Linked DNA regions of Mus musculus: all the other regions are linked to region 1. Evidence: chromatin contacts called from public HiChIP or PLAC-seq and promoter capture Hi-C data. All regions are on one chromosome and are shown on one strand. Each heading gives the region's core, a stretch centred on a gene start, on an enhancer-like site or on the middle of the called end of the contact. The rest is flanking DNA. Distances are from core to core; before and after follow the strand shown. Region 1 holds the start of Tbrg4 (transforming growth factor beta regulated gene 4). Region 2 has its middle 37 kb from the start of Tns3. Region 3 holds the start of Tug1 (taurine upregulated gene 1). Region 4 holds the start of Dusp18 (dual specificity phosphatase 18). Region 5 has its middle 45 kb from the start of Gm36772. Region 6 holds the start of Slc35e4 (solute carrier family 35, member E4). Region 7 holds the start of Osbp2 (oxysterol binding protein 2).

What was found. Promoter capture Hi-C pulls out the DNA fragments that hold promoters and counts their contacts. HiChIP or PLAC-seq counts read pairs in DNA pulled down with a chosen protein or histone mark. Capture Hi-C pulls out chosen DNA fragments and counts their contacts.
Region 2: an H3K4me3 HiChIP or PLAC-seq map of bone marrow-derived macrophages shows a contact between it and region 1, with 6 times the contacts expected there. The contact joins the enhancer-like site here to the promoter of Tbrg4 in region 1. A contact is called at or near these places in 3 of 39 promoter capture datasets (cranial neural crest, embryonic stem cells and stem cell-derived epiblast-like cells) and 6 of 115 datasets of contacts at active chromatin or transcription factors (bone marrow-derived macrophages, embryonic forebrain, embryonic stem cells and 2 more).
Region 3: a contact with region 1 is called in a promoter capture Hi-C map of adipose tissue, with 8 times the contacts expected there. The contact joins the promoter of Tug1 here to the promoter of Tbrg4 in region 1. A contact is called at or near these places in 2 of 39 promoter capture datasets (liver and pre-B cells), 1 of 484 Hi-C or Micro-C datasets (B cells) and 2 of 9 other capture datasets (adipose tissue and liver).
Region 4: a contact with region 1 is called in a promoter capture Hi-C map of liver, with 3 times the contacts expected there. The contact joins the promoter of Dusp18 here to the promoter of Tbrg4 in region 1.
Region 5: a contact with region 1 is called in a promoter capture Hi-C map of embryonic stem cells, with 4 times the contacts expected there. The contact joins the enhancer-like site here to the promoter of Tbrg4 in region 1. A contact is called at or near these places in 3 of 39 promoter capture datasets (embryonic stem cells, pre-B cells and stem cell-derived epiblast-like cells) and 2 of 115 datasets of contacts at active chromatin or transcription factors (large pre-B cells and stem cell-derived neural progenitor cells).
Region 6: a contact with region 1 is called in a promoter capture Hi-C map of adipose tissue, with 8 times the contacts expected there. The contact joins the promoter of Slc35e4 here to the promoter of Tbrg4 in region 1. A contact is called at or near these places in 3 of 39 promoter capture datasets (embryonic stem cells, liver and pre-B cells) and 2 of 9 other capture datasets (adipose tissue and liver).
Region 7: a promoter capture Hi-C map of liver shows a contact between it and region 1, with 2.8 times the contacts expected there. The contact joins the promoter of Osbp2 here to the promoter of Tbrg4 in region 1. A contact is called at or near these places in 2 of 39 promoter capture datasets (liver and pre-B cells).

Annotation. Positions count from the first base shown.
Region 1 is chr11:6,624,732-6,627,621 of GRCm38.p6, forward strand. It overlaps Tbrg4 (transforming growth factor beta regulated gene 4), which reads right to left and starts at 1,336. Exons shown (of 12, transcript NM_134011.3): 1 at 1,234-1,336; 2 at 418-482.
Region 2 is chr11:8,700,212-8,703,025 of GRCm38.p6, forward strand. No RefSeq gene overlaps it. Among named protein-coding and RNA genes, the nearest start is that of Tns3, 37 kb to the left of the region's middle. Within about 2 kb of position 1,395, at least 83 of the 459 cell types and tissues checked have an H3K27ac peak or open chromatin away from gene starts, as enhancers often do. A contact at or near this core is called in bone marrow-derived macrophages, where this site is marked.
Region 3 is chr11:3,647,186-3,650,201 of GRCm38.p6, forward strand. Tug1 (taurine upregulated gene 1) reads right to left here and starts at 1,629. Exons shown (of 4, transcript NR_002321.2): 1 at 1,568-1,629. Morc2a (microrchidia 2A) reads left to right here and starts at 2,252. Exons shown (of 27, transcript NM_001159288.2): 1 at 2,252-2,961.
Region 4 is chr11:3,893,407-3,896,542 of GRCm38.p6, forward strand. Dusp18 (dual specificity phosphatase 18) reads left to right here and starts at 1,834. Exons shown (of 2, transcript NM_173745.5): 1 at 1,834-2,111. It overlaps 4921536K21Rik (RIKEN cDNA 4921536K21 gene), which reads right to left and starts at 1,720. Exons shown (of 3, transcript NM_026150.3): 1 at 1,434-1,720. The coding sequence starts at 1,681.
Region 5 is chr11:8,753,398-8,756,328 of GRCm38.p6, forward strand. No RefSeq gene overlaps it. Among named protein-coding and RNA genes, the nearest start is that of Gm36772, 45 kb to the right of the region's middle. Within about 2 kb of position 1,289, at least 13 of the 459 cell types and tissues checked have an H3K27ac peak or open chromatin away from gene starts, as enhancers often do. A contact at or near this core is called in embryonic stem cells and stem cell-derived epiblast-like cells, where this site is marked.
Region 6 is chr11:3,913,165-3,916,149 of GRCm38.p6, forward strand. It overlaps Slc35e4 (solute carrier family 35, member E4), which reads right to left and starts at 1,500. Exons shown (of 2, transcript NM_153142.3): 1 at 1-1,500. The coding sequence starts at 23.
Region 7 is chr11:3,862,493-3,865,490 of GRCm38.p6, forward strand. It overlaps Osbp2 (oxysterol binding protein 2), which reads right to left and starts at 1,411. Exons shown (of 14, transcript NM_152818.3): 1 at 741-1,411. The coding sequence starts at 1,375.

The DNA of each region.
Region 1 (2,890 bases), core at 86-2,585:
TATATACATAGAAAGAAACAAGACTACAATTACTTTACATAGCTAAGGATGACCTTGAACTTCTCTATTCCTCTTGCGGCCACCTCCCAAGTGCTAACATTAAAGATAGCCAATCACTCCTGGTTTATTCAGTGCCGAAGATCAAATCTAGGCCTTTATGTGAGCTAGACAAGCAGTTCCAACTGAGTCACACCCCAGAACCCTTAAAGCAAAACTCACAAATTGAATCGATCACCGCAAACAAGCCCTAACACCACCCAGAGTCACCACCTTGCCAATCTTAATCCAACCCCTACAATACAGGCTCTGTTCCAACTACACTTCACACTTTTATCTCACAATGCAAAACTGGCTACTGCGTTCTCTGCCAATCACAGGGCACGGCATTGCCTTTTTCTAAGTCCTGCAAAATGTTACCTTTTTCGAGAACACGCTACATAACCACATGACGTTTCTTTCGGCAAGTCTGCCAGTCTTGTTCCCTAAGGTGAGATAGAACCAAATGAGACAAGTTACTGGACTTTGCTTCAACTAAAGGAGAAAACACCTCAATTTTTTCTGCTTCCGGGATTCGGGTATATAGCTAGCTTAATTTTACTGTTATGTGAACACATTACTGCAGCTGTAAAAAGATTAGCTTAATTATACTTACACGGAAATAAAATATGGTTCAGAAGGGGGACATCTGCCCAAACCCAATATCCATCACTTACTGAACCCAGACAGTAAAGAAGCGCTGGAGAGCCGGGCGTGGTGGTGCACGCCTTTAATCCCAGCACTTTGGAGGCAGAGGCAGGTGGATTTCTGAGTTCGAGGCCAGCCTGGTCTACAGAGTGAGTTCCAGGACAGCCAGGGCTACACAGAGAAACCCTGTCTCAAAAAACCAAAAAAAAAAAAAAAAAAAAAAAAAAAAAGCACTGGCAAACTACCGATTTTCAAGACCTGCGACTAAGTAAATATCGACCCTGAAACCTAAAATGCAGAAACACGAAAAGTGACTGGCAGGGGACGCCAAGGGTCACTGCGGGCAGCGGAGCTTCCCGGGATAGGCCTCGTGTCTACCGCGGGCCGAGGAGCGCGTGCGCAATCGCAGCCCGGAACCGAATTTGCAACCGAACAGCGCCCTTGGGGCACGGTGTCGAGAGTCCCTTTCCTGGCTCCCCCCACAACAGCCCCGCCGGTCCTTACTAACTGCTGCCCTTCCCAGCCACGCTTCCCGTCTCGGATACCCACGTTCAGAAACCCGGTCTCTCCAGGACGCCAGACTGCGGCGGCGATCACCCTCACTGACCTCCATCAGCCTACGGCCTCCACGCGGCCTGGCGCGCTCACTGACGTCACTGGCGCGCCGCCGGAAGCTAGGTGGCCCAGTGCTCCCGGACGGAGGCCACGCCCTCCGCCCCTTCCGCAGTCGCCATCTTTGTTGCGCTCAGGCTTCCGGTACTGGGAAGTGTAGTGAGATCCTGGTCGTGGGAAACGTAGACGGGAAGGAGAGGGTGAATTCTACACGGCAGGGCACGTCGGGCCAGAGTCTCCTACTTGTGCGGAGTTTGGGTAGCGACTCTGATGTCAGCCCGTTCTGCCCCACTCCCTTGGGCCTTTCACAGGTCCTGTAGGAGAGGCGTGAGTTGGGACCGCCGTGTTGACTTTGGGGTTCGGGGCGGGAAGGCATTGCCAGGTGTCGGGTAATTACAGAGAAGCGAGTTGTAGCTCCAGCTGAAGGTCTTTTCGGAAATGCAAGCAGTTTGTCTAGATTAAACAAGTAAAGGACATACCGTATACAACGGCACACCGATAAATTGCTGTAATCTCAGTAATGGAGGCAGGAGGCCGAGGGCTAGCCTGTACTACTGTGGAGGCCCTGCATCAAGAAGCAGAATAGCCGGGCGTGGTGGCACACACCTTAAAACCCCAGCCAGGAGACAGGAAAAAGGATCTTTGAGGTCGTGGCTAGCTTGGTCTACATACCAAGTTTAGGACAGCCGGGACGACCTGGAGAAGGCCCTGCCTTAGCGCACGGCAGGACTGAGGAGATAGTACAAAATGCTGGGTAGGATGGTTGGGAGGTGAGTTTTCCCAGTAATCCCAGTGCTAGGAAACCACAGACGGCATCTCTGGGACAAAGGTGTATGTGTGCATGAAGAGATCACAGGAAAACTTGGGGAAATTTGTTTCTTCCAATCATGTGGGATCTGGGAATTGAACTCACAGTCAAGTGGCCCCTAAACTAACTGTCTGTTTTCCTAGACAGCGTTTCTCCTTGTAGCCTTGGCTGTTTTGGAACTCGCTGTGTAGACCAGGCTGGTCTTGAACTCACAGAGATCCCCCTCCTTCTGCCTCTGGAGTGCAGGACAAAAGACATGCCCCACCCCCACCCCCAGGTCCCCACTAAGTTATCCTGCTGGCCCTAATTTTGTAGAAAGGAAAATTTAACTTAAAATTTTCCTTGAAAAATCTTTATGTTTGTAAGAGTGTATTACTTCTCTCCTTTGTGGCTAAAATCAAGCGTAAACGCTGGTTCTTGTTAATAAAAGATTGCTGAATTATCCAGGGAAGCTTCTCTTGCTTTAGCCTTACAGTAGCTAGCATTATATTGCCACACTAGCTTTACCTTGGTGGTTCTTGTTTAAGAGTCTCATGCTGAATTCAAAATTTAGCTCAAAAAGGTCAGAGATAATATAGATATAAAACTCCTAAGGGGAAACACATTTTTACTATCTTGGATTAAACAGTAGTTTCTTAGTAGGAAACCAAAAGCAAAAATGACAAAAAGGAAAAACAAACAAACAAAACAAAGATAAAATGGACCAGAAAGGAAATGAAGGGTTGCAGTGGTGGACATACCACCACAGCCAGCTGAGAATGTATAAAATTCTTAGTGCTGGGACTG
Region 2 (2,814 bases), core at 145-2,644, 2.1 Mb after region 1:
TCTCAGCACCAGGGATTCTATTTCGCTTCCTTTCATCTCGTGGGCTTTCTTTCTCCATTCCATCATTGTCCACACTCCTCTGTGTTTTCCTTTGCTCATTGTTCTGTGTTTTCCTTTAACTCTTCCAGCACACTCAAGACACCATTTAAGTCCTTTATCGGGACTCAATCTGATGTCTGGGTTGCACCAGGCACGGTTTCTGCTACGTTGTTTTGCAGACTGGGAAGTCTTTTGCTAGTGAACATAGCAAGGTCTGAGCTTGAGATCAGCTCAGAGCTGATAGTCATAGACTATTCTAAGATTTCCTTCTTCCTTCCTTCCTTCCTTCCTTCCTTCCTTCCTTCCTTCCTTCCTTCCTTTCTTTCTTTTTTTCTTTCTTTTGTTTCTTTCTTTTCTTTTTTCTTTTTTGTTTGTTTTTCGAGACAGGGTTTCTCTGTATAGCCCTGGCTGTCCTGGAACTCACTTTGTAGACCAGGCTGGCCTCAAACTCAGAAATCCGCCTCCCAAGTGCTGGAATTAAAGGCATGCGCTGCTGCCACCACCACCTGGCTGCAGCTGCTTTTACGTATCTAAATTTTTGTAAGTCATCTAAGGGCCATAGTCTGTTGTGTTCATTTGCCCATACACCCCATCCCCCACCACACACACCTGCAGGTGAGCAGTGACTGCTGCTTCCTGTGCCCCTTTCAGTATGGAATTGGAGCTACCACTTTTTCCTGTGTGAGCACAGAGCGAGGTGAGAGAGACCAGTTCTTCAGGCACGTCATAAAACAGCACACAGAACTTCTCTCCCTCTGGTTTGAAGGGTGGAAGCAGAAGTTGAGCTGTGGCTCTCTCCCACCAAGTCATACCAGGGAGGAGGTGGCACAGAGAAGTTAAAATGTCCTTAGTGTGCCTCCGACTTGACTGGACACTTACTTGGCTCCTCTAGCGTTTTGAGTGTTTCTGAGAGTCTTCTAAAGTCCTTTCAGCCAGTGTCTTCCTAGGAAAAAGGGGCCCAGAGCGTCCTAATTTGAAGTCCTGTGATTTCACTCCATAGGCATGCCTGTTTTTGAGTTTTGTTTCTGCTTTGGCTGTGATAAAGATCATAGATGTCACTGCATAACTAGAAAGCAAGACTCGGATTCAGAGAAGTTACAGTGTCCAATATGTGTGGGTAAAGCCCAGATCACCAGGCCTCAAGCTGGGAACATCTCTGTCTAAATCTCTGTGTCCTATGAGGCAGAGCTTTTTGAACTTGACTCCTTGAAACAGCAAATTCAAACTCAAGAGATTTGAGGAGGGATCTGAGGTGCCAAGTTTCCATAAACATCAAGCTGTTTCTCTGTGGGCAGAGTGACCGTCCACAGTGAGACACAACAGCAGCCTGACTTCTGGCGTGTGTAGGGGTGCGGCTCAGTGATCTGGGTGGGAGGCTGCTTCCTTCTTTTCTCAGATTGAAGATAAAAGACTCTACACACAGGGCTTTTAGGGCCTCTCCACTTGGCTGTGAAGATATCCTGAGTTTAACTGTAATTCCCAAACTTTCCCACATTATTCCTAACTCCCAGGCTAAGCTTTGGAATCCTGAAAAACTCCTCACAAGGAAGGGTTTGAAGTGGTCTGTGCTGTACCTACAAACACTAGGGCCCCTCCTCCACACCCGTTCTGTTCAGTCCCCTGATAACAACTGATTAGAAGTGACCACTGAGGATCTCTCCCACGGGATATCGTTAGAGGAACAGGAAATGCCCCTCAAGATGCATGTCCATCCATTCAAGCAAGACTGGAGAGAGACCACAGAGTTCAGGCTACCACAGTATGAGGAAGCTATGAAGAATCAGTCCACTGCTCTTCATGAGGCCGTGTCTGTACTCATTCCATGAGTCACTTAGCTGAGGACAGTGCATCTGAGAACACGACAGGGACAGAGTTTGGGAACCTTCAGAGGGTCCCCAGTAGCCTGTCTTTTGTTTGCTTGGCTGCAGACCTATCCACTCATTGGAATGTGGTTTTGAACCATCCATGAGCTGTCTCTGGGCTAATGTGGTTTTGCCTTGGGCAGTATTATGGTGCTTTAGATCAACCAGCCTCTTGGGATGTCCAAGAAGCAAAACAACATTAGTCCAGAGACAGCTCCTTAAGTCCATAATTGACAACAGACAGAAGCTATGTCGCCTGTGTCTCTTCGCTGGTCAGGAGTATGGAATGACAGCAAACAGGAGTTCACACCCCATACAGCTGCTTCCTATCAGTGGCCCCAACAAGAGTCATCGACAGTCAGCTCTGCTCCTCTTCATTTGTCTGCGCTGCTCCATCAGATAACCTGTCTAGTCGGGGGTCTTTGATATCAAGTGAAACTGAAACAGGCTACTGAAACATCTCTGTTTAGGAAAGGGGCAGCATGTAGCAAGGAGGAGTCCAGGTTTGTAAGTGCTCACAACTGACTTGAGTTTACATTATGTTATGAGAGGGCCCCATAGCCAGATAAAGTGAGAGATGAAGTAAACATTGACTAGTGATTGAACATGTGCCGTGTCATTGGCTCTGAGCACTGTGGATGAAGGTTAAGAAAAACAAATGAACAAACAAACAAACAGAACCACATGAGCGCTTATGAGCTGGGCATTTCAGACTAAACTTCTGATGTGTTTTATGTTGGTCTATGGACTCATGCTCTAAAACCCTTGAAGGATCGTTTTGTTTGTTTGTTTTTTTGTCCCCCCCCCCCCCGAATCTTTTTTTTCCATTTTTATTAGGTATCTAGCTCATTTACATTTCCAATGCTATCCCAAAAGTCCCCCATACCCACCCACCCCCACTCCCCTACCCACC
Region 3 (3,016 bases), core at 379-2,878, 3.0 Mb before region 1:
TTGCTTAGAGAGCTGTACCACTTAATAAGCACCACTCCACAAAACAAAAATGTTTGAAACCCAACTGTTCAAACATTTTAATAGTGTTTGCTGGATAATGGCCTGGAATTTGATAAAAGCAGCTGACAATAAACAAACAAACAAACGGCATTTTGGCCATTCAGTCTCACATTTGCAAGCAATTAGAATACAAGGCTGGTTAGGAAAAAGTTAAGCTTCAAAATGATTCCAAATATCTGATTTTGTGTCCCAGCCAGAGTCCAACAAAGTTTTTTCAAAAACTTTAGCCTTCAATTTAAAAAACAAAACAAAAAACCCCCCCAAAAAAAAAAAAAAAAAAAAAAAAAAAAAAACCCCAAACATTTTCAGGAATCCAACGCCTGGTTCAGTCTGTTCCAAGTAGCCCTCTTGCTAAAAATCCATGTGCACTATTAACTGGTTTTGGCAGCACCATTTAAAAATAATCCTGTTCACTATCAACCACGAAAACCAGGGATATAAAATAGGAGCAAATAATGGGTGTCAATCATGGTTGTAAAAAAATAGTTAACGAGAGAAAAGTAGTCAGGCACCAGTACGAGCAGCAGAAAACAATCGCTGGGCCAGAGATTACACTTCTTGTTACTCGAGGACACATTCACTCCTAATTGTAGCTGCTTTCTAGTGGGTGCCATTGTACCATAGGCATCAGCCACCCTTCAGGCACCCTATGGTGAAAGGAAAGGGCTTTGACTAAAAGCCAAGCAGTGAAGTGATGGTACCTGAAACAGCCATTATGCAGTAAGAAGCAGCTCACATATACCAGGGACTCAAATGGGGGCTTCATATTGGTTGTGAAGGGTCCCAGATGACATGTAGGCCTCAGTTTCCTCCCGGTGGCAAAAACTGTTCTAAACTCTTCTGGGTCATAGCCCCCTTTGAAAACTCGCTACTGAAGGATCTACTCATCCCCCTAGAAAACACTTTCCCACGTGTTTCTGTACAGAAGAAGTTCAGGGAACCTTCCCATCTCCAACTCCAATAAAAGGTTCCCGAATTTAATTTCAGGGAATGAGCAATTGTTATGACTTCTTGCAACTCAAAGGAAAAAAAAACAATAATCATCTTTCTGTAAACCGACACTTTTGAAGAGAGCTTCCAATTCCATACACACACTGATAGGCAGAGGAGGAAACTGAGGCGCAGACAGATTACAGAGTGACTTGCCTAAGGTCACTCGGCCAGCGAGTGGCTAGGCCCGGAAGCAAACCCAGATCTTCCGACTCCGGAGCTCGAATCCCCACCCCGGAGCTGCCGCCAGCGCTCTCGCTCCCCACTAAGGTGGCATAAGTAGGAAAAGGCAAAGGAGGAAGCCCACCACCAACCATCCTCCAGCTCCCTCTTGACCCTCCAACTGGGTCCTAGCAGGCCCCGAGGGGTGGCGCCAGGCCTCCAGGCCAGCCCCGGCCACCCCAGCTTCCCCCGCCGCCTCCCCGGGAGCGGGGCGGAGTTGCCCGCCGCCGCCAACCACCCGGACGACCCCTCGTCGGATCGCAAAAGCATAGGCCGCCGCCCGAGTTCTGCGTACGAGAAGAAAGACGCGGCGCGAGCGCCAACGGCCACCGGGCGCGCGCCGCGGCGGCCGGGCCTGCGCCCCAAGAGCTGGATGCCAGAGCAGGAGAAAGAGCCGCCAACCGATCGCTCGATCGACCGCACGCCCGCTCCTTCGCCCTACCAGACCGGGGAGGGGGGGAGGGCGCGCCAGGGCTTCTTCGAGTTAGGGGCCTGACTCCCCGGCGACAAGACAAGATGGCTCCTCCGCTCTGCTCTGCAGCTACCGTCCCGGCTGCGTCTCTCGGCCCGCCCCCGGTACTGTTCCTTTAAATGGCCGAGAGGGGTCAGGAAAGCAGGAAGAGAGGCGCGCGCCCTCACGTGATGGGGGCGGACCGGCCAAACAAGATCCGGTCACGTGGACCGACGTCGCTCGCCAATCAGAAGGTGGAGTCTCAGGGCGGGGGCGGGAAGACTTCGAGCTCTGTGATTGGCCGAAGGTGCGCTGGAGGCCTCGGCGGCCGGGCCGTCGGGAGTGAGCGAGGTGATTCGCGCTGCGTGCGCTTACGGAGACAAAGCGGTGGCTGAGGTAGCGGTGGCGCGGGCAGCACCGGCCGCAAAGCCGTACTGAACGCTGAATCTCGTGACGCCCAGCCTGTCATCGTCTGTTGAGGCGCGGCGTGTCGTGTCGTGTCGCGGCGCGGGCGGGCGGCGGCGGCGGCGGCGGCAGCGGCAGCGGAGGCAGCACATGGTTCCAAGAGCGCGCTGCGGTGGTTGAGTTCCAATTCCACGGGGAGGGACAAAGGCATCTGCGAGCTGCAGGCAACGCCCGATCGGATCTGGTGGTGCACTCGCCACTTTCCTCTGTTCTCCCAGGCTCTGGGACTAACTCCTGTCTGTCGGTAGCGAGGAGGTGGCCACAGGACCCAGGCCTGGGAAGGCCCGAGGGCCCGAGGCCATCTTCTGAAGGGTGTGGGGGAAGGGCGCACCTGAGGTGATTCGGGAGGGTAGGTTGTGAGGTGTTTCTGTGGGCCACTGTGAGTAATTTCACCCACAACCTGTGGTGATTGTGGCATAATAGCAAGCTGTGTTTGGGCGGGGTTTGGGAAAAGAAATCTGTCAGTCAGCACCAAGGACCTTTCTGTTGGAAAGCGGTGAAGCCAGAAGTAGCCTCCACTCCACTGCACTGTCCAGTAGAGCACTCTTTTGAGGAGCCTGGTGTCTTCGGTGGTGACAAAGTCTTCGGTGGTAATGAAGTAGGTGAACCGTCAGAAGTAGGTCAATTTCCTGAATTTAGGAGAACAGAAAAGGACTTGAACGTGAAGTTGAAGCTGTAAACCTCCAAGTTTGAAGACCATTCAGAACCGTTCACTTTTGATGTGCGTCGGAATTGTGTGAAGAAAGCTTGACCCCCCGGAGCACTTAAGGACAGTAGGTTTCGAATATAGTTCTTTCCAAAGTATTACATCAGAGTCATTGAAATACT
Region 4 (3,136 bases), core at 584-3,083, 2.7 Mb before region 1:
GCCCTACATCCTCCCACACCAGTCATTAGGAAACTGCTCCCCAGACACGCCCACAGGCCATCAGCTGTAGACAATTCCCCAAAAGATGTTCCTTCATCCCAGGTAAAACTAGTAGTTTTAAATTGACAAAAACTAGCCAGCACAGTGATTGGTTTGCTGCTCCGACTTCTGTTTGGTTTGTTGTTGTTGATGTTGCTTAGTTTATTTTACTTTTGAAATGATTGGCAAACCACTCTAAAGGAAACCAGGGAAATGACATACGTGCTGGTGAAGTATTTCTGAATACAGATTCCCAAACAAACAATAGCAAAAAGGGAAGAACCACACATGAATTGACTGAAACAGAAATGGCTGTCTGATACACACAGGAACAGAAGGAATACAAATAACAACTTATACTAAACTCAGTCTCTATTGGTTAGCACATCAGAATAAGATCATCATAAAATACATTCATAGTCAGACAAAACAAAAACAAAACAAAAACAAAAAAACAGAAAACACCACCACCACCAAACCCAACAAACAAAAAGATGTATATTTTGTGACAAGGTCTCGTGTATCCAGGCTGGCCTAGAACTCCCTCTTGAACTGAGAGTGACCTTGAATTTCCAATCCTCCTGCCTCCAGCACCTGAGTGCTTGATTACAATCGTGTGCAACCACGTTCAGTTAAGAAGAAAACAAAGCACCTTTAGGGGGATTCTAATAACGTTCTCCAGTTCATTTTCCTATGAGTTAGGAACAACTGTGGTCAGGCTGTGCTTGCTAATACAAAGGAACGAACATTGAAAGCTACCCAGTTCCACTTTTCTGGTTTTTATGCAGGATGACTCAACATACCCAGGTGCGGATGGGAAGACAGAGTCAACGGTCAGGAATTTACACACAAGTCTAAGTCCTATTTTCAACCAAAAAGAGACTAAATATTTAAAGACCCTCTTTACTTAGTGATGCACCAAATTTATCAAGTAATAAATACTGGTCATTTTTGAAACAAATTGTGTTTCCATAATAAATCCTCTGTAGGACTTGTTACATCCTTGGCTGATGCCGGTTGAAGAAGGGGGACAGGATTGGAGTCAAACATTGGGGAACTGAAGGCTTTTCAAGGACGCTGGAGAATGGGAAGGCCTGGAGTTGCCAAGTCGATTGGAGCCTGAGACCAATTGCAGACGTCAAGCCTACACTACGCCAGGGTCAGGATTCATTCGGAAGGCTAGAAACGGGACAGTGCCTTCGGCCCAGAAAACGGGCTTCTGAAGGTCCTACGGGTTGGCCTGAGTCTGAAAAATCCTGCGATCGGAGACATTGCTGCGATCAGAGGAACATCTAAGGGCGGAGGTTGGGGGGGGGACACGGCTGGAACAAAGTGAGTCGGATTCCCTTACGGGGTCCCGGGTCTGACAACTGCTTTGTATACCCGAGCCACACCTGAATAACAACTTGGGGAGTGGGGACCGCGGCCGCAGGAAGTAGATCTGTGGTTGGACGTGGAGGCCAAGATCCGGCTGGCTGTCCAGTCTCTCGCGCCGGAAGTTCGAACCAGAAGCGGTAGTCTCTTCGGTACCTTTCCTGTAATCCGAGCCCAAGTCCCATTTGACTGAAGGCCTTCTGGGCTGTGTAGCGGTCTCTGACTGGCTAGAGAGCGACTCAGGAAAGCTAGCAAGACCTAAAACCATGGTGGAAAGACACGCGGTCGCAGAGCAACTATCTACACTGGAGTGCGTTGCCTGGGAGACAACCGGCAAGCAGACCGCGTGACAGTCTTTAGGCGTTCTTTGTGAGGCTCTGTTGGGCGTGTTGCCTAGGAGACGAAGGGTGAGTGGGCGGGGCGTGCAGGCGGTGGGTGTAGCAATGGTCCTTCTGGCTACTTGGCGCATTTCTGTGAAGACAGGCAGCCCACCCAGCTTTTCCCAAACGCCTGGGAACTGCGTAGTCCTTCGAGGTACAGAATCAGTCGCGGGGTCCCCCTAAGCCCCGAACTGCCCATTGTTCCGCGAGGAGAAGCCGTTGCTACCAAGGTCCGGAATCATGAAGGGCCCTCTCTTTCTTGGAGAGGGTCGTCCGCGGCTCTGCCCTGAAAGATTTCGGGGGCACTGAGGGAAGGAGGTAAGATTGTTTGAGTCTTGTCACCACGTAGAGAGGCCAAGCTTCCTAGGCTTGTTGTGGCACCTTCCACTCATCTACTTGTGGACTCTGTTCCACGTTTATAACCCAGAATTTAACCAGCGCCCCACCTATATTTGCCAACTTTCTCCAGAAAGTGTAATCCACCAGAAATATCAGCCTTCAGAACTTGCTGTCTAATGATGAACAAAACTGGTTTTCCTCGAGTCTCAGGTTTCACGGCTACAAATTAACTAGATGCCAAAAGCCTGGTTGGTTGTAAAATGTAAAAAATGGAGATGACGTTTCTGTTTCCTCTCCTCCCCTCTCCCCCCCCCTCCCCCTCCCCCTCTTGAAACTCTTGAAAGAGTTCCAGTAGTCTGGTCAGGAACACCACATCTTGCTTCAGCTTCCAGGTCTGCTCTACCATGTCCTACTGTCTGTGATCGCTTCTTACTATCTTTGCAACTCTATAACAAATGCCTTTATTTGTCATTCCCACAAGCTTTGCATTTTAACTTTACCTCTGAAGGGACTGAAGAGAGCAGAAACAAAACCAAATGTCACTTGGAAGTCACATTCCTTGGAAGGCAGGAACAGGGAGACAGAACAGTGGAAAAATAACTGATTGGCCTGAGGTTACCTGAATGACTTTTCATTCTGAGAGGATAAGTTAGGCCATGACCTTATGCTAGCTGAAACTGGCCTGCCTGGGAAATCCTGATTTCTCAAAGGTTAATTTTAAGAAAACAGCTTTGTTTCTGTGACAAGGAAAAAATTAAATCAAAACAAACAAACAAAAAACCCTGTAGTTTGTTTCCTCAGCTCTTTGTTGGGGGGCAGGACCCATAAAGCAAGGGCCCCACCTTTCTCTTCTACCTCCTGAATGCTGCAGTTCCAGGTGACCATCACCAAGGCTCTTTTCTACTTGCTCTCAGTTGACTTTGAGGTCATTAATGTTGGAAGTCACACAGCTGAGCAGAGAACATGAGTTTCCACTAGCTGTGCTGTATGTAGATGACACCAGT
Region 5 (2,931 bases), core at 39-2,538, 2.1 Mb after region 1:
CATCCCATAATCAGCCATCAAACCCAGACACTATCGCATATGCCAGCAAGTTTTTGCTGAAGGGACCCTGATATAGCTGTCTCATATGAGGCTATTCCAGTGCCTGGTAAATACAGAAGTGGATGCTCATAGTCATCTATAGGATGGAACACAGAGCCCCCAATGGAGGAGCTAGAGAAAGTACCCAAGGAGCTAAAGGGGTCTGCAACCCTATAGGTGGAACAACAATATGAACTAACTACTACCCACAGAGCTCATGTCTCTAGCTGCATAATTAGCAGAAGATGGCCTAGTTGGCCATCATTGGGAAGAGAGGCCCCTAGGTCTGGCAAACTTTATATGCCCCAGTACAGGGGAACGCCAGGGCCAAGAAGTGGGAGTGGGTGGGTAGGGGAGCAGGGTGGGGGGAGGGTATAGGGAACTTTTGGGATAGCATTTGAAATGTTAATAAAATATCTAATAAAATAAAAAATAAATAAAATGTACATTTAAAAACAATTGTTGGGGTCGGCCTGTGGCTCTCATATCTGGGTTCGAGCCTGGGAGCCATCTTGGAGCTGAAAGAAAAGAAGGAATCTAGGCAGGTAGAGAGAGAAATGGAACCAAAACAGTATTCTGATCAAGGCTCAACTTTAATGGTGGCAGACATGCTTTATAAAGGAGAGGGGAGGCCCATTCTCAGTCACACCAAGTTTCTTGTGAAGTTGTCAGAACAGTCTTTCAGCAGGAACTCACAAAAATCACAATTCTCAGCCAGGCTGGTAGGAGGTTGCATTCCCCCCCCACCACCACCACTTTAAATAATATTAAACAAAACAAAACTGGACTGAGGCATAAAATTTATTTATGCTCTATAGTCCTGCCTGGGAGTTATGGTGGCTGGCAGCCCCGCCTGTCTTAGGAAATCTTAGATTTTCTCAAATCATCCTTATCTGTCATAGAGTGTACGTGCAGCTAGTTTGTGTCATATTTCACAGAAACATGACCCTGTGGTGTGTTATCAATAGCCACGGCCTTTTGGCATGTACCCCTGTCTTAGATTGGTATGATTCTGAGTTCTTGGTGCCCGTCATTGACTGTCAGGCCCTCATAGCACACCATACTCCCAATTCAGACCAAAGCCACAATATGTACTTAGAATGCTTCTTGATGGAGAATAATAACTGCCACCTGTGCTGTTGAAGGCGAGGTTTTACTCCTGCTGCAGTCAGGCTGAAAGGTGGCTGATCTGCTTGAGAAACAAAGGTGGGGCAGTGAAAAAGCAACTGTTTAAAAGCTTCCTTGAAGAAGTTCAGCTACTCCATTCAGTTGCAAATTAGCAATGATCAAGCTCAGGCTTTGAGCTCCGGGGGTGGGAGGGCTGGCTTTGAGAATTAGCAGAAAGGTCAGAGATTCTCTGGAAGTGGAGGCTGAGCTCCAAATTAACTTTGCTAGGTAATTAAAGGAGAGGGGAGGCCCATTCCCAGTCACACCAAGTTTTTTGTGAAGTTGTCAGAACAGTCTTTTAGCAGGAACTCACAAAAATCACAGTTCTCAGCTAACTCTGGAAGATCTTGGAGAACTGGTTTGGCCTCAGGCAGGTAGCAGGCAGTGTAACATATAAGGAGAGTGATGAGAAGCAGCACAGCAGGTGGCTCTGCCTCAGTGGTGGATGGTCTGAACCAGCCTGGCTAGGCTGGAAGGAGGTTACAAATAACAACAACAACAACCACAACAACAACAACCACCACAATAACAACAACAACAAAAATCAAACATCAAAAGAGTAAATAGTCCACTAATAAACAGGTAAATGAGTTGGACATAAAGCTCTTGAAAGAACTACTAATAGCTAATACACATGAAAAAATGTTTTTTCAAGAGAAATAAGATTCTTTCTTTTTTCTCTTTCTTTCTTTCTTTTCTTTTTTTTTTTTTTTTGAGACAGAGTTTCTCTGTATAGCCCTGGGTGTCCTGGAACTCACTTTGTAGACCAGGCTGGCCTCAAACTCAGAAATCCGCCTGCCTTTGCCTCCTGAGTGCTGGGATTAAAGGCGTGCACCATCACGCCTGGCTCTAAAATTTCTTTCTTTCTTTCTTTCTTTTTTTTTTATATTTTTATTAGGTATTTTCCTCATTTACATTTCCAATGCTATCCCAAAAGTCCCCCATACCCTCCTACCCACTCCCCTACCCACCCACTCCCACTTTTTGGCCCTGGCGTTCCCCTGTACTGGGGCATTTAAAGTTTGCATGTCCAATGGGCCTCTCTTTCCAGTGATGGCTGACTAGGCCATCTTTTGATACATATGCAGCTAGAGTGAAGAGCTCCGGGGTACTGGTTAGTTCATAATGTTGTTCTACCTATAGGGTTGCAGATCCCTTTAGCTCCTTGGGTACTTTCTCTAGCTCCTCCATTGGGGGCCCTGTGATCCATCCAATAGCTGACTGTGAGCATCCACTTCTGTGTTTGCTAGGCCCCGGCATAGTCTCACAAGAGACAGCTATATCTGGGTCCTTTCAGCAAAATCTTGCTAGTGTGTGCAATGGTGTCAGTGTTTGGAAGCTGATTATGGGATGGATCCCTGGATATGGCAGTCTCTAGATAGTCCATCCTTTCGTCACAGCTCCAAACTTTGTCTCTGTAACTCCTTCCATGGGTGTTTTGTTACCAATTCTAAGAAGGGGCAAAGTGTCCACACTTTGGTCTTCATTCTTCTTGAGTTTCATGTGTTTAGCAAATTGTATCTTATATCTTGGGTATCCTAAGTTTCTGGGCTAATATCCACTTATCAGTGAGTACATATTGTGTGAGTTCCTTTGTGATTGGGTTACCTCACTCAGGATGATGCCCTCCAGGTCCATCCATTTGCCTAGGAATTTCATAAATTCATTCTTAAAATTTATTTCTTAACTAACTGCTTATAATACCAAACAGAAGCAATGTAAAGA
Region 6 (2,985 bases), core at 250-2,749, 2.7 Mb before region 1:
TGCTCCAGTGGGCAGCGGCACATCCGCACCAGTGGGGCTGGGGCAGGAGGCAGGCTTTCCAGGGAGTCGCTGAGCCTGGTCCTGATTCCTCGGACAGGAGAGGGCAACACTTCAGGTGCTAGACTCTGAGCCAGCCGATAATTCTGGTCAGGGAAGAAGGTCGTGGCTGCTAAGATGCCGGACTGGCTGGTGTCCACCCAGGCCTCGTAAGCCCTGGGCACCTCCCGCACCAGGGGAGGCCTTCTCTCTTCTCCGCGCCCTAAGCTCACGCGATGCTTTCACACCGAATCCGTTTGTCTTTTTCCATCTTTGGTCCCCAGACTGTCAGGATGAGGTCACTGACTGACCCCGACCGCCTGCGTGTTTGGTGCTCAGGCCCGGACCAGGTCTGGCAGGGTCGATAATATTCCGAGCGTGGGAACGGAGGTTGCAGCCGTCGCTCCCCTCCCCCAGCCCCCTTTAGCCTTTTACTGGACCGGGAATAGACGCCGATAGGCCGGCGGACGCGGAATCGCGAGCTCGGACTGGCTGCAGCCTCTCAGGATGCTCTGGCTGTTCTGGCTGCCGCTCGGCTCCCGCGGTGGATCTGGCAGCTTCGGGCGCCGGGCTCTAGTCCCTCCCGAGTCCCGCGCGGCTCAGCGCTTCCCGGCCCTGCCCTCTCCGCCGCTACCGAAGCTGCGCTCCACCCGGAAAGTTGGGCTCAGCCCGGGCCCCGCCCACGAGTACCAGCCCCGGAGCCCGGCGGACGTCTAGCCCCTCCCACAGCCTTTGCGCCTCCCGACTTGGCTTGCGCAGCTGCGGCCGCGAATCCCTTAGTGGAGAGTGTGGGTTGTACCAGCCACCAACCGGAATCCGGATTGTCTCCAGCGCCAAGTAGAGCCTTCCTTAAAAAGACCAGTATCCAGTGCTGGAAACCCTGGGCACTCTGCAGAGCCGTCCCCAAGCTGTCTGCCATCGTCGAGAAGCAGGGCGTTGAAGTGAGACATACCACATCACCTGATCCCAGACCACAAAGGTCTCCTTGAGATCTTGGAATTCAACGGAGCTAGACCACGTGGTCCCTTAAGGCTGCCTCATCTTGTTCCCCCTCCATTCCACTCCAGATCTTTTCTCCCCCTCTCAAACCAGGGCGGCGCCCCCTCTGGGGCAGCAGAAGGGGAAATGAATCACCAAAGCTAACCACAGCTCCGGGAAGCAGGGTACAGCGGGCCGGCATCCATCCCGAGCTAGCCGACTTTATGTGCTGCTCCCTAGGCATTCCGAGGTGACTCACAGCTGGGTTTCATGAGGCCCACGGAGCAGAATCCTGGATGGTTCCCGGGTTTCCCACCTGAATTCAGGTTAGGGTAAGCAGCTGAAACCCAGGGACCTGTTCCCAGCCCAACGCGTGAGCAAGAATCAAGGTCCATCCTGGACTCTTTCCGGTAATTGGATTTCTGGGGAAGCTCCCGCTCACCTGCACAGGCCTCACCCGGCTCTGTTGTCAAACAAGTCCTGGATGACAACCTGCCTAGAGAAACAAGATCGCAAAGCGCAACTGTGTAGCCCGGCCCGCAGCGCCCTCTGGTGGTCGTGACTCCGCACTGTTGCAAGCGTTCCTAATCCCTTCCCAAAGAAATTCAGGTGAAAATAAGCCAGTCCCACCTGAGACCTAAATCAGATCTCTGTCCCAGATGAACCAGGAATCTACACTGTCACACTTGCCTCCGATGAGTCTGATACCCGCGGGAACCCGTAGATCTCTGCTGAGTAACCCAAGTTGAAGGGCAGAGAGTGTAGGTAGGAGACTTCCAGGGAAAGGATCAAAATCTGGGGCATTTAGATAGTTTTTCCAAGAAGAGTTATGGGAGGGAAACTGAATGAGCCTCTCCCCTCCCCCCTCCAACACACACACACACACACACACACACACACACACACACATTTTTTAAGAAGAGGAATCTGGGCTTTCAGTGAACTATATTCCTCTGGGATTTTTAATCCATTATCCACTAAGCTTCTTTGAATTAAAAAGCATTTCTTCCTATTTAAATTTTTTGTTTATTATTAGTGGTGTGAATGTCTGTATGGGAATGCTGAGATTACAAGCAGGTGCCTCTGCCCACTTCTGTGCCCATTTTAAAAAGATTTATGTGCATTGGTGTTTAGCCTGTCTGTCTATCTGTAACTATGCATGGATGTCTGTGAGGGCATCAGATCCCCTGAAACTGGAGTTACAGACAGTTGTGAGCTGCCATGTGAGTGCTGGGAATTAACCTGGATTTTGTGGAAGAGCAGCCAGTTCTCCTACTGCTGAGCCATCTCTCCAGCTCCTTGAACAATTTTTTTGTTAGATATTTTATATGGATGAGTGATTTGCCTGCATGTGAGTGTGCGCACCATGTGCATGGCCGGTGCCTGCAGAGCCAAAAGGGCATCAGATCTCCTGCATCTGAAGTTACTAGTGGCTGTGAACTACTATGTGGGTGCTAAAGACCAAATTTAGGTCCTCTGCAAGGGCAGTAAGTGCTTTAAAAAAAAAAAAAAGACTTATTTTATGTATATGCATACACCACTGTAGCTATCTTCAGAAACATCAGAAGAAGACATCGGATCCCATTACAGATGGTTGTGAGCCACCATGTGGTTACTGGGAATTGAACTCAAGAGCAGTCAGTGCTCTTAACTGCTGAGCCATCTCTCCAGCCCAGTAAATGCTTTTAACCACTGAGCATCTCTCTAGCCTCAGAAACCCATTTTAACCTGTCTCAACATCAGACTGTATTTTACTGTGGATCCAGAGCCAGGAGGCCCGGATTCAAGGAGGATATCACTGGGGTAGAGGGCTCATTCACGTTCCTTAGGGTCTACTCAAGATCTCAGAGCAGCCTATGCCTCCCACAGCACCCCTCAAATTTGAGCCCTACTGTATGAGGGGCCCACCTCCCTGCGAAGCCAGGGGTGCAGGAAACACTTCTGAGGGAGGCTGGGAAGCAAAAAAAGAAC
Region 7 (2,998 bases), core at 161-2,660, 2.8 Mb before region 1:
TTTAGAAAAGCCATCCCTCGGGTGCTTTCCTCAGGCCTATCTCAGGAGGGATTCAGCGGGAGACCTAGACACTGCTGCAGCAACCCCACTTAGTTTGAGAAGCTCTCATCTAGAGCGGCCTGAGATCTCAAAGCTTGCAATCCCAGGAAACAGCTAGTGAGAAAGGGAAGGAAGTCCAGCTTTAGCAGGAGGTCGTGCCAGCTCTGTCTCTACTGCAGCTCCGAAACCCAAGCTACTTCTGGAATAAGCAAGGGAACAGGAAAGCATTATCTGCTGCAAAATGTCAACTTGGGGTCCCAGGGGGTACACACTATGTCTGCTCTATCTGTGGGTCAGCGAGTCCCAGCCCAAGGCCTGGCCACCAGCAGGTGTCAGCAAAGGTAGGAAACAAATGAAGTAACCACGGGAGGTGGGACCCACAGTCCTTCCCAAGAGAGGGGTTCACTAGCTGCCTCCCTCCATGAACACAGTGAACCAGACGCAGCCCCTGGTTCCATGACCACCAAAAACAGGAGGGGAACAAAAGACCTACTCCACCCATCTCCCCACTCATCCTTTTAAACTCAAGCTTGCCAGAGGCCATGTCCACAGGTCACGTCTTCCCTTGGCAGTTGACAGGCATTACTTCTACAGAAGTTCATGCAAACATCTCAGAAGGGTTATGGTGACACCCACCCCACAGTCGAGGCCGGCCACCACCACCCTCCAACCACAGATGTCCTACCTCGGTACTTCCGTACCTGTAGTAGGACAGCAGGCCATTGCCGAGCACGAACCAACGGCGCTGGTAGCCCTTCAGGTAGTTAGTCCACTTGAGGAGCCAACCCTTGTAGCTGTCCAGAGGTGGTGAGACCATTTGGACACCAATCCCTGACACCGGAGTCCCGACAGAAATCTTCGCCTGTCCTTGTCGCAGAAAAGACTGGGTCTTTGGCACCAGCTTGGACTCGGGTTTGGTGACGGGCAAACTCCCTACTGTTGACTGCAGCGGGGACGGCATTGCCAGCTCTGGCGAAGCTTTGATGATGGACACAGACCTTGTGCCGTTCTCTGACCCCGGCCACAAGCCCTGTAGTTCCGATTCCTGCCCAACCCCTGAAGGCCTTGGCACAGACGTCGTCTGGGACCCAGGTTCGGATCTCGACGCCGGCTCAGAAATTGGCTGGCACACCTGTTTCGACAGCAACTCCCGCTCTGGTGCCTGCACAGGCTGGAGCTGAGGCTTTGACGCTGGTCCTGAGCCGAACGCGGATGAGTTCATGCCCGGCGCCGCCGTGTGGCAGGACAAGCAGGGCACAACCGTGAACAGCGACGAGAGCCCGCGGGAGCGGCCAGCGCAGCCGCCGCCTCGGCTCAGAGCGGCCGCTTTCCCCATAGAGCTGTGGACCCGAGCTCGGCGGAGCGCGGAGTGGGGGCGGGGCGGGGCGGGAGTGGGTGGGGCCTGTTCGGAGGGAGTGGCGGGGCGGAGCCGGGCGGGGTTGGTGGAGGAGTGGACGGGATGGGTGGAGCCCTCACGTGAGCGACAGAGATCGGGTGCGCGTGGGTCCCTCCGCCGCTCTGGCTAAGGTGGAAGGAACCCCGTGGGCCAAGAGTTAGGCAGACGACGTGGAAGGCACTTCACGCTTCAGGCTGCTGTCCCTCCTGTGCCAGGCGCTGGGAGAACAATGGTGAATGAAAGCCACGCGGTGCGCTCGCCACGCAACTCTGAGCAATGGGTGGGTCGTGGACAGCAAATCTCAAACCCTGGGAGTCCGACCTGAGGAAATCCAGCCTAGGCCCTCTCCCTAGTTGTGGGAACTGTAGCCACTCCACAAACTTCTGTTGGCTCATCTATACAATGAAGATAATACCTCCTTCAAAGGCTGTAATAAGATGGTGCATATGAGGCACATTTGGCAGAGTAGATGCTCCGAGAGCATCATTGAGTTATTAACTAGAGAGTTCTGTGGTACATTTTGTCAGCGACCAGAGCAGGAGATGAGAGCAAGGTTGACAAGCTTGGGAAGCAGCCACTGTGCATGCACGTGTCAGATGTGTGTGCAGCCCTCAGGGAAGGAAGCTAACTAATAAATTCTTAACGAGATGTTTCGACTCCTGAAACAAATTGCCAAGCTACCTAAGATGACAGGCCTGTCATTAGTTCTACCAAATTTGGGCAAGAGTCACAGAAGAGACAAGGTCTACAGAGTTAGAGAAACAAGAAAGACCTTCAAGGAGAAACCGCTGTGTACAAAGACCCAAACCAGGGAGAACAGCTTGTCTGGCAAATAGCTAATAGCTCAGTGTTTTGTCAAGAGGAGGGCAGGACACAGAACAGCTGCCCCACACCCCACCACAAGGAATGCCCTTTATCCTAGAGAAACCAAAGCTTCTAGAAACAAGGGAAATTTATTTTCATTTTTAAAGTGGGGGGGGGGGGGAAGGAGGTGAGATGGCTCAGTGGGTAAGAGCACTGACTGCTCTTCCAAAGGTCCTGAGTTCAATTCCCAGCAACCATATGGTGGCTCACAACCATCTGTAGTGAGATCTGATGCCCTCCTCTGGTGTGTCTGAAGACAGCTAGAGTGTACTTACATATAACAATAAATAAATCTTTGTGCCTGAGTGAACAGAGGTCCTGAATTCAATTCCCAGAACAGAAACCACATGAAGGCTCACAATCATCTGTATAGCTACAGTATACTCATAAACATAAGATAAAATAAATAAATCTTTTAAAATAAAGTGTGTTGAAACAGAGTCTTTATATGTAGTCCAGGCTGGTCTCCATCTGGAAATGTTTGTTTCTTAGAACCAGAGTTCTGGGATTACAGACGTGAGCCATTATACCTGGCCCAGAGCTTTCACTCTTAATATTCTGGACAAAAAAAAAGAAAAACTTTAAAATCTCTGATCTTTCCCAAAGAAATGTCAACTCCAAGTCTGGAGCAGGAAATGCACAAGATAGACAGAGCCACCCGGAGCAGGAGCGATGGCCAGTCTTGCTAAGGACCTGGGA